Linked DNA regions of Zea mays: region 1 is linked to region 2. Evidence: chromatin contacts called from public Hi-C data. All regions are on one chromosome and are shown on one strand. The core of a region is the stretch at or near the end of the contact, and the rest is flanking DNA. Distances in the headings are between cores, read along the strand shown.

Evidence for each region. A called contact is a pair of places that touch in the nucleus more often than the background predicts.
Region 1: a Hi-C map of leaf shows a contact between it and region 2, with 4 times the contacts expected there. The contact joins the promoter of LOC100276297 here to the promoter of LOC103627026 in region 2. A contact is called at or near these places in 2 of 25 Hi-C or Micro-C datasets (both in leaf).

The regions. Positions count from the first base shown.
Region 1 is chr5:150,453,169-150,458,428 of Zm-B73-REFERENCE-NAM-5.0, forward strand. LOC100276297 reads right to left here and starts at 1,821. Exons shown (of 7, transcript NM_001150121.2): 1 at 1,621-1,821; 2 at 1,402-1,497; 3 at 648-830. The coding sequence starts at 1,714.
Region 2 is chr5:150,274,369-150,279,482 of Zm-B73-REFERENCE-NAM-5.0, forward strand. It overlaps LOC103627026 (receptor-like protein 7), which reads right to left and starts at 2,736. Exons shown (of 2, transcript XM_008647376.3): 1 at 1,083-2,736; 2 at 1-582. The coding sequence starts at 2,700.

The DNA.
Region 1 (5,260 bases), core at 571-3,070, 180 kb after region 2:
CATGGCGACTAGGATTGATCAGACGATTTGATAACATTGATCTTTACAGCATTTATATCATACTTCTTTAAGCATTGATGCATGTTTCAGTTCAGTTTTCTTTTTCTGTCCATGACCCTTCCCTAAATATGCATAGTATAAATCAACTGAGACCAGAACTCCACCTATTACTATATAAAAAAAAGGTAGACCAGTGCCAGAGGTCTAGGGAAGGGATAAACCGAGGCAAGCCTTCCCCCACAAATGCGGAGAGGCTGCTTCGAATCCACGAGACAGCTCTCACCTCTTAATTAGTCCTGCCATTCTCACCTATTACTATATGAACTGATAACAATCCCATCGCTGTACCCATGACCAAGTTAAGGGACAATGAAGGCACAGGGAGTGTTACGGACAGAGTGATACTACACTTGGAAAGGTCAGTTATTCAACCACTAGGAACAATGTAACCCTAGTATTTGAGAAGAACACAATCACGAAATATTTGCATGCATGGATATTACCACTAGTATGTCAAACAAAGCTGGCTCAAAATGCCAGTCTGTTCTTCAAGTCTTCCTAAATCATAATCATGGTAACTGTGAGTTATGCCAAAAAAAAAAAGAAGCAAGCAGCCACGGGACAGAGGTGGCAGGAAGAGAACATACACTCAGAAAGTGGCGGGGTTATCCGCACAATGTTGCTATGTGCCGAGTCGACCGCAAGGAGCTCCCCGCCCTCAACAGGAGATACTCTAACGGTGTGCGGCGTGACACCAAGCTTGTCACCCTCAACAAGTGTCTCTACAAAGTAGCCGCTCTCAAATTGCAGGGCTACCCCCACGTGGCCATCTGCCAAAATAGTCGAACGTGAGCAAGATACAGAACAAAAGCACAGATATGAGCAGCTGCAGTAAAGTATGATCACTTAGGCCACAATGAGCCAAAAATACAAATCAGCTGAGCCTCTGCTGGATCTGAAATTCTGAACTCTGCTAAGAGAATTCTAAGAGCAGGACGACCAACTTCCAAATGATTAGTTTGGCCAATGATTTTTTTGGTGGTTTAGCAAGTTATCTCACCAATGCAGGGCCAGCTGAAGTGAAGGAGAACGATACTGAAATAATTATCAGTGAGAAATTGTAAAGATGTTTGAACTCGTCCCCATTGAGAAGATGGTTTAACCCCCACTCCCATTATCTTCCCGTTTGTTGTGCTTTCTATTATTCCTCACTCATCTTTTTCTTCTCGGGGAACACTAGTGGCTAGTGGAGTGGAATAGGGTTCATCAATCATCTGTAATTATAAGAGAAGCGGGAGTCGTGTGCGTCCTACAGGAGCAATCGCTTTGAGCAACAAAATCAGGTCCCCTCTTGTCGCGCGAGATATTCCGCAGACGTATTAGGGAGCGACGGCGACTCACCGGCGTACTGGGGGTGGCCGGGCTGTTTGGGCCCGTGCGTCGAGGGGGCGGCCCGCGGCCACCTGACGACCGACGACAGCTGCTTCACGATGCTGCCTGCGGCACAGAAGGCAGAAGTACGTATTAGTACGGGCAGTCCAGAGGTTTGGGATCGAATCGCCCCTATCGGGCCGCATTTTAACAGGGGAAGATAGGGGCGGCGGCGACGAGCGAGCGAACCTGTTGGAGGGGCCAAAGCGGCCGCGCTGGGACGGAAAGTAGCGGCGAGGAAGAGGAGGAGCAGCAGGAGCACGAGCGGGGATCTCAGTCCCATGGCGAGGGTCTGCTGCTGACTGCTGTGGTTTGGGGTAGAGCGAGAGGCAAAGGGCCTTTTCGCTTTCAGACGGCCTTGGTGACGTTCTCGATTCTCTTGTGCTCCGCAGAATCGTGCAGCGAGTGCGACTGACAAGTCTTGTGTCGTGTACGCCGCAGACGTCAGACCCGCAGCGCCGATTCAGCGGCCGACTTCAAATACATTTTTTTCTAATAGTTTTCTAAAGAGGTCTCTAAATCTTAAATTTAAAAAGTAATAAAAATACTTCTCCAATAATTCTCTAAATAGACTTAATGTACAACATCATTTACTCTTCACGTTTAGCAATTCAGTAGTTCACAGTCGTGTGCTTATTTTTTCTCTTTCCAATATAGTGAGGTGTCAGATATGACATGCTCTATTTTTCACTTTCCCACGAGACACCTAGGTCAAATACGTGTGACACAATTTTTTTCCTTTATCGTCATACCACTACTGTCCCATAGATTGCACCACCAGAGCACCGCTCTTTCACACGTCGTGTCGACTGACCTTTTCTTCTCTGCCCTCGTCATCCTCTACTCTCGACCTTGCCAGCAGCAAGGTCCGATGGGGGCAGGCCAACCAAAGCTAGATTCAAAATCAAACTACTCCCTAAATATGAGTAACTATTAAAGATCAAACTATTTTTACTCCCAGTAGCTATTTAGCAACTTGCTAAATATGATTTTAGCAAGCTATTTTTTAAGAACTATTGAAGTTTAGATAGCATATTCTATATCCTATTGTTAAAAAAAATAAAAAATTTAACATCCGAATAAATATTCAGATCCACTCCGACTTTAACCTATGTTCCCTCTGGCATGTGGAACTCGAGCCACATTTATGGCAACGGCCATACTTTGTCATTAGTGTTTATTTGAGTTAGTTAAATTATTATAATTAGATTTCATATATATATTAAAGCAGGTCCAAAACGCTCGTGACCAGGCTATCCACGTCGCTCAAAAAAATTCAGACTGTCCGGTCCTTATTGGACGACTCATCTCGTTCCTCTGCTCCCTTCGTCTCTAGATACTTCCCTCTGTCTCTAGATATCGACAACAACTAATATGCAATCAGACCTTATGTGAAAACGTGCAAGCGAGTCTCTTGGTCTGTTAGATCATGATCTAATTGTAGACATGATTGTGGTTTGTTAGAGGGTTTTCTATAAATCTACATGACTTGGTGGTGAAAGGGTTTAAGTGTTAAATGTGATACATGATTAGATCATAATCTAACTGTCGGCGTTTCGAGACAGGGGGGGTCCCTAAGCCGACGAGTGAGTGTGCTGCGTGCCCCAGCCCAGATGGGTCGAGCGCGTGGGCGAGCGCGAAGGGGGGAGAGGCGAGGTGGCCGGAGTCGAGCGTGAGAGAGGTGGAAGTCCCGCGGCCTTCGTGTTCGTCCCGCGCCCAGGTCGGGTGCGCTTGCAGTAGGGGGGTTACAAGCGTCCACGCGGGTGAGGGAAGCGAGCGGCCCCAAGAGAGCGCCTGTCCCGTCCTCGGTCCCGCGCGGCCAACCTTCTCTAAGAAGGCCCTGGTCCTCCCTTTTATAGTCGTAAGGAGAGGATCCAGGTGTACAATGGGGGGTGTAGCAGAGTGCTACGTGTCTAGCGGAGGGAGAGCTAGCGCCCTAGGTACATGCCAATGTGGCAGCCGGAGAGATCTGGGCACCCTGCTGGCGCGATGTCGTGGCTGTCGGAGGTGCGGCGGAGCCTGGTGGAGGGACAGCTGTTGGAGCGGTCGAGTCCCTACTGACGTCGTCCTGCTTCCGTAAGAGAGCTGGGGGCCGCCGTCGTCATAGAGCTTGTGGAGCGCCATCATTGCCCCTCCGGCGGAGCTGGCCGGATGGGACGCCGGTCTTGTTCTCCGTGACCCGAGTCGATTCGGGGTAGGATGATGATAGCGCTTCCTGTTGACGTGGCGGTCTGTGCCCTAGGCAGGGCGACGTGGGGGTTCCTCCGAAGCCGAGGCTGAGTCTGCCTTCCGTTGCCGTGGCCGAGCCCGAGCCATGGGGTCGGGCGAGGCGGAAGTCGTTCGGCCGAGGCCAGGGCGGAGTCCGAGCCCTGGGGTCGGGCGAGGCGGAGTTTCGTCGTCTTCCGGGTCTTAGCCCGAGTCCGAGCCCTGGGGTCGGACGAAGCGGAGTTTCGTCGTCTTCCGGGTCTTAGCCCGAGTCCGAGCCCTGGGGTCGGGCGGAGCGGAGTTCACCGTCTTTCGGGTCTTAGCCCGAGTCCGAGCCCTGGGGTCGGGCGGAGCGGAGTTCGCCGTCTTCCGGGTCTTAGCCCGAGTCCGAGCCCTAGGGTCGGGCGGAGCGGAGTTCGCCGTCTTCTGGGTCTTAGCCCGAGTCCGAGCCCTGGGGTCGGGCGGAGCGGAGTTCGCCGTCTTCTGGGTCTTAGCCCGAGTCCGAGCCCTGGGGTCGGGCGGAGCGGAGTTCGCCGTGGCGCCTTTGGCAAGGCCTGACTGCCTGTCAGACTCACTCTGTCGAGTGGCACTGCGGTCGGAGTGGCGCAGGCGGCGCTGTCCTTCTGTCAGACTGGCCAGTGGAGCGGTGGAGTGACGGCGGTCACTTCGGCTCTGCCGGGGGCGCGTGTCAGGATGAAGGTGTCAGGCCACCTTTGCGTTAAATGCCCCTGCAATTTGGTCAGTCGGTGTGGCGATTTGGTCAGGGTTGCTTCTGAGCGAAGCCAAGGCCTCGGGCGAGCCGGTGATGTGTCCGCCATAAAAAGGGGGCCTCGGGCGAGACGGAAGTCTCTCGAGGTCGGCTGCCCTTGGCCGAGGCTAGGCTTGGGTGAAGCGTGATCGAGTCACTCGTGTGGACTGATCCCTGACTTAATCGTACCCATCAGGCCTTTGCAGCTTTATGCTGATGGGGGTTACCAGCTGAGAATTAGGCGTCTTGAGGGTACCCCTAATTATGGTCCCCGACAGTAGCCCCCGAGCCTCGAAGGGAGTGTTAGCACTCGCTTGGAGGCTTTTGTCGCACTTTTTTGCAAGGGGACCAGCCTTTCTCGGTTGCATTTCGTTCCGGTGGGTGCGCGCGAGCGCACCCGCCGGGTGTAGCCCCCGAGGCCTCGGAGGAGTGGTTACACTCCTTCGAGGTCTTAATACCTCGCGCAATGCTTCGGCTGGTCTGGTCGTTCCCTCATGCGAACTGGCCGTAGCCCGGGTGCACGGTCGGGGTCCAAGCTCTCGGGCTGGTATGTTGACGCTGTCAACGATTTGGCCGGAGCCGGTTTTTGCGAGAACAGCCCCCGAGCCTCTGCACAGTGCGAGAGGGCGATCAGGGACAGACTCGACTTTTTACATACGCCCCTACGTCGCCTTTCCGCAAGGAGGAGGGGGGGAGTGCGCCATGTTGGAGGGTCTCCCTTCGGAAGTTGGAGGGTGTCCCGAAGCAGACGGGGAGGTCGAGTCGCCCGAGGGGCTGGACGCGCTTCCCAGGGATGATCCCGTGGAAGGGCGCAGCGCCTGCTCGGACGGAGGACAGATCGACGCGCAGGAGCTTGAGGGTCTCGGCGTAGATGAT
Region 2 (5,114 bases), core at 1,486-3,985:
AACTCAAATCAAGAAATTCCAAATGACTATTAGGGAGAATATATGAAGTGAGCTGCAAATTTGTGAATGCGTTGTTTGAAAGATTCAAATTCCTAAGGCTATGGTCCCATGTGTGCCATATCCAATTTGGAATAGTCCCAAGTATCTTGTTGCAAGAAAGGTCCAATATAGTGATATGATCAAGGTGTACCAAGAAACTAGGAATTTCAGTTAAGCCACATGATTTCAGATCTAATTCAGTGAGCTTTGGTAATAACCGGAATGTGGAGTTACTTCTTTTTCCCTCCTTGATATACAGCTTGTTGTTGGATAAACTCATTTGAGCGAGCTTCCGTAGTTTCCAAAAATCATCAAGGTCTACAAAACCTGTTATGTTATTTGAGCTAAGATCCAAAATAACCAAATTTATGAGGTGGAAGAGTGCTGAAGGAATATTTCCGCTGATTTTATTATCATTTAAAGTAACAACTTCGATGCACGAAGATAGTGTATGGAACTCTTGTATAGGTCCAGAGAGTTGATTCGATGAAAGATCCAATTGTAATAATGATGGTAAAGTGAATAGAAATGTCGGTACGCCCCCTACAACGAAATCATGGGTAGGCTATGTTAAGTTCGTGTTTAGAGAGCAAAGTGCATATTCTGTGAAAAAAGGTAGTAAATAAGAAAATGAGACGATCTTTTGGGATGTCAAGAACATAAAAATAAACTACAATAACAATTAATTTGCACACAACTTTTTATCTATGTTTGCCTTCTCTATTGAGTAAAATTTACCCAAAGTCCCAGACGTTATCCTCAAGTGTCATATAGTTAGGTTTTAAAACTTAGCGCTTACGTTGATGTGAGAGATGGGACGATCTACACGTCAGCGATAAAGCTTAATCTTAGAAAAAATATATTTTTCATACATGGATGAATAACACCTAGTAGTGAATATAGAGATAACGACGACAGAAATATTTAAGACAGAATTTGCCATGAGTTCATGTATGTTAATGGTTCGTGTAACGTATCGTATCATTTGATGAACAATTCACAAATCACAAGGTACAATGTGAGAATTGGATTTTGAATCTTACCGACGAGGTCATTCTGTGAAAGGTCCACAAAAATCAGTTTAGTCATGTTGGCGATTGTATTTGGTATTCTCCCAGAGAAGCTGCAACCTCGAAGTATTAATACTGTCAACTTGTTGAGATGTCCAATTGTCGGTGTTATAGGGCCAGATAAACCTTGATGGTTATAGGATATTTGCAGGAATCTTAAGTTTTCTAGATTGCCAACTGAAGAGAGTAATTGACCAGTAAAAGCACAATCAGAGATTGTCAAATATTCCAATGTCGTAAGGTTGCCAATTAACTGTGGAATTGGCCCTATGGAACCACAATACCTGATATCCAAGCTTCTCAAACTGGTTAGGTTTCCAATCCAGGAGGGCATTGTCTTGGTAGAGTAGCAATCAGAAATTTTCAATGTTTTCAAGCTCTGGAGATCACCAATCCATGAGAAATTTGACCTAGCCTCCCTTGAAAAATTTACCGAAGAGAGTCGCAAGGTACTAACATGGTCCATCTTGTCTACGAAAAAATAGGGAGGTTCCATAGAAATTGATCTTCCATCTATTCCCAGGTCTGTCAAAGATGTGAGATTGCCCAAGTAGCTCAGAGTGACACCAGAGAAATGTGTATCCTGTAGATTCAAAGTTTCCAGCGAGCTCCCATGGAGAAATTTTGGAATAAGCCCCGAGAGTTGATCGTTATTTGACACATCCAATACTGCCAGATTCTTCAGTTGAAAGATTTTCGGTGGAAAGGTGCCTCTCAAGTTATTAAAGCTGAGTTGAAGAACTCTTAAATTGAGAAAATCTGCAAAGAATTCTGGAACCACGCCGGAAATTCCATTCATTTTTAGATTAATCACTTCGATAGAGCGGAGACGTAGAAAATGTCGATGGATAGGACCAACAAGCCTGCATTCCTCCATGCTAAGAACCTGAAGATGAGGAACGTATTTTCCAAGAGTTCTGCCCCAATCTTCTCTGCCACTACTACTTATGTCCACGCCATCAAGGTAGAGCTCTCTCAGATTTGTGAGGTTTGACAATAGTGTCTCGAAACTTGGTTCTTGTAGGACCAAAAGGTTATAGCTGTCAAAAAGATTATACAATGTGTCTATTTCAGCACCATCAATGTTATGGATTGAAGAAATATCCAGCGATATGAGACTCGGGAGTTTGCCTATTACAACCGGAATGTGTCCATAGAAACCTGCGTAAGAAAGGTTGAGGTGTGTGAGTACCGAAAGCCTCTCAAAGCCAGCCGCCGGAATAGGGGATCCACCGAAGTCATTCTTGCTCAGGTCGAGTCGCTGGAGTGAGGTGAGGTTGAAGAGCGCGCCGTCAAGACTGTAGCTGTACAAGCCACGGCCACCGAGGTCAAGAACAGTGACATGGCCGGAGACACTGTCGCATCCAACACCCTCCCAGAGGCAGCAGTCCGTGCCTGCTTCCCATGAAGCAAGGGTGGTGGTGGAGTAGTCGAAGAGAAAGGATCGCTTGAGCTGGAGGAGTGCTGCAGCATGGTCTGGATGGCACCAAGGAGCTGTGAGGTTACCATACCAAGTGGATGAAGCTAGTGATGAGCGGAGGTGGTGTATCAGTATCAGGAAGAGGGGAAGGAGATAACTAGCACGAGCCATGCATCATTGTCTTTGCACTCCAGAAGGAAAGCAAAAGAAGATAGTTCTATATAGTAGTACTAGAGATGGACACATCCCATTGACGATGCCACCCAGTCCACCGTAATGACTTTGAAGTTTTCAATGTCAAGCCGCCGAAATAATTAAGGGCTGTTTGGGACTAGAGATGGAGACATCCCATTCACGATGCCACCCAGTCCAGTAGTCCACCTTAATGACTTTGAAGTTTTCAATGTCAAGCCGCCGAAAGATACCAATGTCTGCGTTGCTGCATCGCCCTCAAAGACTTCATGGGTGTTTGGGAATGAAGTTTTTTCACAATTTTGAAAGAATACTGCAGTATTCTCAAATACTGCAGTATTATATACAGAATGGTGTTTGGCAAGCTGACTAAAATCTCTGTTTTCAAAATTGAAGTATTGCAAATACTATAGTTGTTTTAAGGTATTCTAAACTTAGTTCTGAACCTCAGTTTTCAAAATTGTGGTACTGCGGTATTGTCATGACTAAAATATACTGTAGTATTTTAAAAAATATGGTTTTCAAAAATTTTGTTCCCAAACAGAGCCTTCACTGTTGATGCTGGTAAAATTATAAATCCCGGTTTGCCGCCCTCGTCAAACCGGCCACCCTCACTCAGAGCTAGTTTGGGAGAAAAAAAACAGAGAGTATTAAAGTGACTGAAATACTCTTTTATTTAAATATAAACAAGAAAAAGATTTTAATTTTTCTAATTTTTTCCTATTTTCTGACTCTCAAACTCAAACTAGTATCTGATGGGAAGAGAAGGAAATTGCTGGAAGCCCGGAACGGACGCGGTCTCGCCGTCCTCATGGGTCAAAGGCGGAGGGCCCACGACCCTGCAGGTCTGGACCACTCGAGTGCGCTTGGCCCTGGCGGCTTCATGCGTGGAGTGTGTGGGGTCTCCTGCCTACCCACGTCCCTGCTCACCGTTGCATCAAAAAAATTGAGTGGTCAGTTGAAAAATATGCCTCAGACAGTGCCAATGTATACTAGTACAGCGCGCCAATAATGGATGGTTATTTGCTGGATTAGACGCAGCGCATTAATGCCTTTTGCACCTACATTAATTCTATATTATTTTCTGCTTTATTTTCTATAGTAAATAATTAACAGAAATAATTAAAATGCATCCCAAGGCTATGCTGCTCATTTACATCGCTCTAAAGATCTGCGATGCGTTAAGAGTCTGTTTGGTTTTCTACCTAAGGCGTCACAATCTGCCTAACCTTAGGCGCTTGAATTGAAGAACTAAGCTTAGGCAGGAAAGTTAAGCACGGTATGGCGCTTTAGGCCGCAAACCAAACAACCCCTAAGTCTTTTGACTCACGTCGAGCGAGTACGTAATTGGTTAGTCGAGCGATCGCGCCCATACTCGTCTGGTGCGTTGACTGTGTATGTGTAGATGATTGGTAGCCTGCATCGCATGTGTGTAGCCTGTACGCACTGGTGCAAGCGCGACATTTTTCTACCCCTCAGTCTGCACGCGCGGAGATGCGAGGAGGGAGCTTCCTTGGTGGAACAGGCTGGTGGGAGCCTGGCCCAAGCGAACGCAGCAACCAATCACGTTGATAGTGAGTACTCAGACGCGCCGATTAAGCTACATAATTAATCGGCTGGGTTATGATATTGACTGAGTATTGGTTGCCCTCTAGCAACACGATACAATATTTATGTCGTACAAACTTGGTTGCGTCATGTGATTGCTACGTCGCACTCTCGCTTAACAGGATCGCTTACGTTGAGTCAGATCGTCATGTCGAGTCACACATTTTTCGCAGGCCCTGCAGGCACTGCTCGTGTGTCACGACCACTGAGTCACAATTGCGTCTGTTGCGCAAGTTGCGTGGACTTATCGTGTACCCCGACTACCGAGCCACAATTGTGTTTGCTGCACTTGTTATGAAGGCTTGTTTGTGTTGCTGTAGCCCTGATGGCTATACACACATTGACACTATATGTTGGGATCTTGTACTCGCATAGAATGTGGTGGAGTATTCAAACCCCTGAAGTCACATCGTCGCGCAACCTTCGTAAACAATCTTGTTTGGCTCTACATTTCTGTTTGATTTGTGTGGCATCATATATTTATATATATTGCCATGTGGCCATAACAACTATATCAAACTTTATAGTTCTTGGAAATCTAGGAATTAAATTCAGGTACCTATGGAACATAGATAAGATAATTCTTTGCTCTCTCCACATGCATAAAGTATTATCCATAGTAACTAGTAAAAATACAATACAATGCATGAACGCCTTTTTAGCATAGAAGACATCACAAATTGGGAGGGTAGTTGCAACGGTTCGACCAAAAAACCATGCGGGACCATGGAACTTGTTGTCCCGAGTCGATGCAGCACAAGGAGGGAGAACCCTCTGTCATCTGG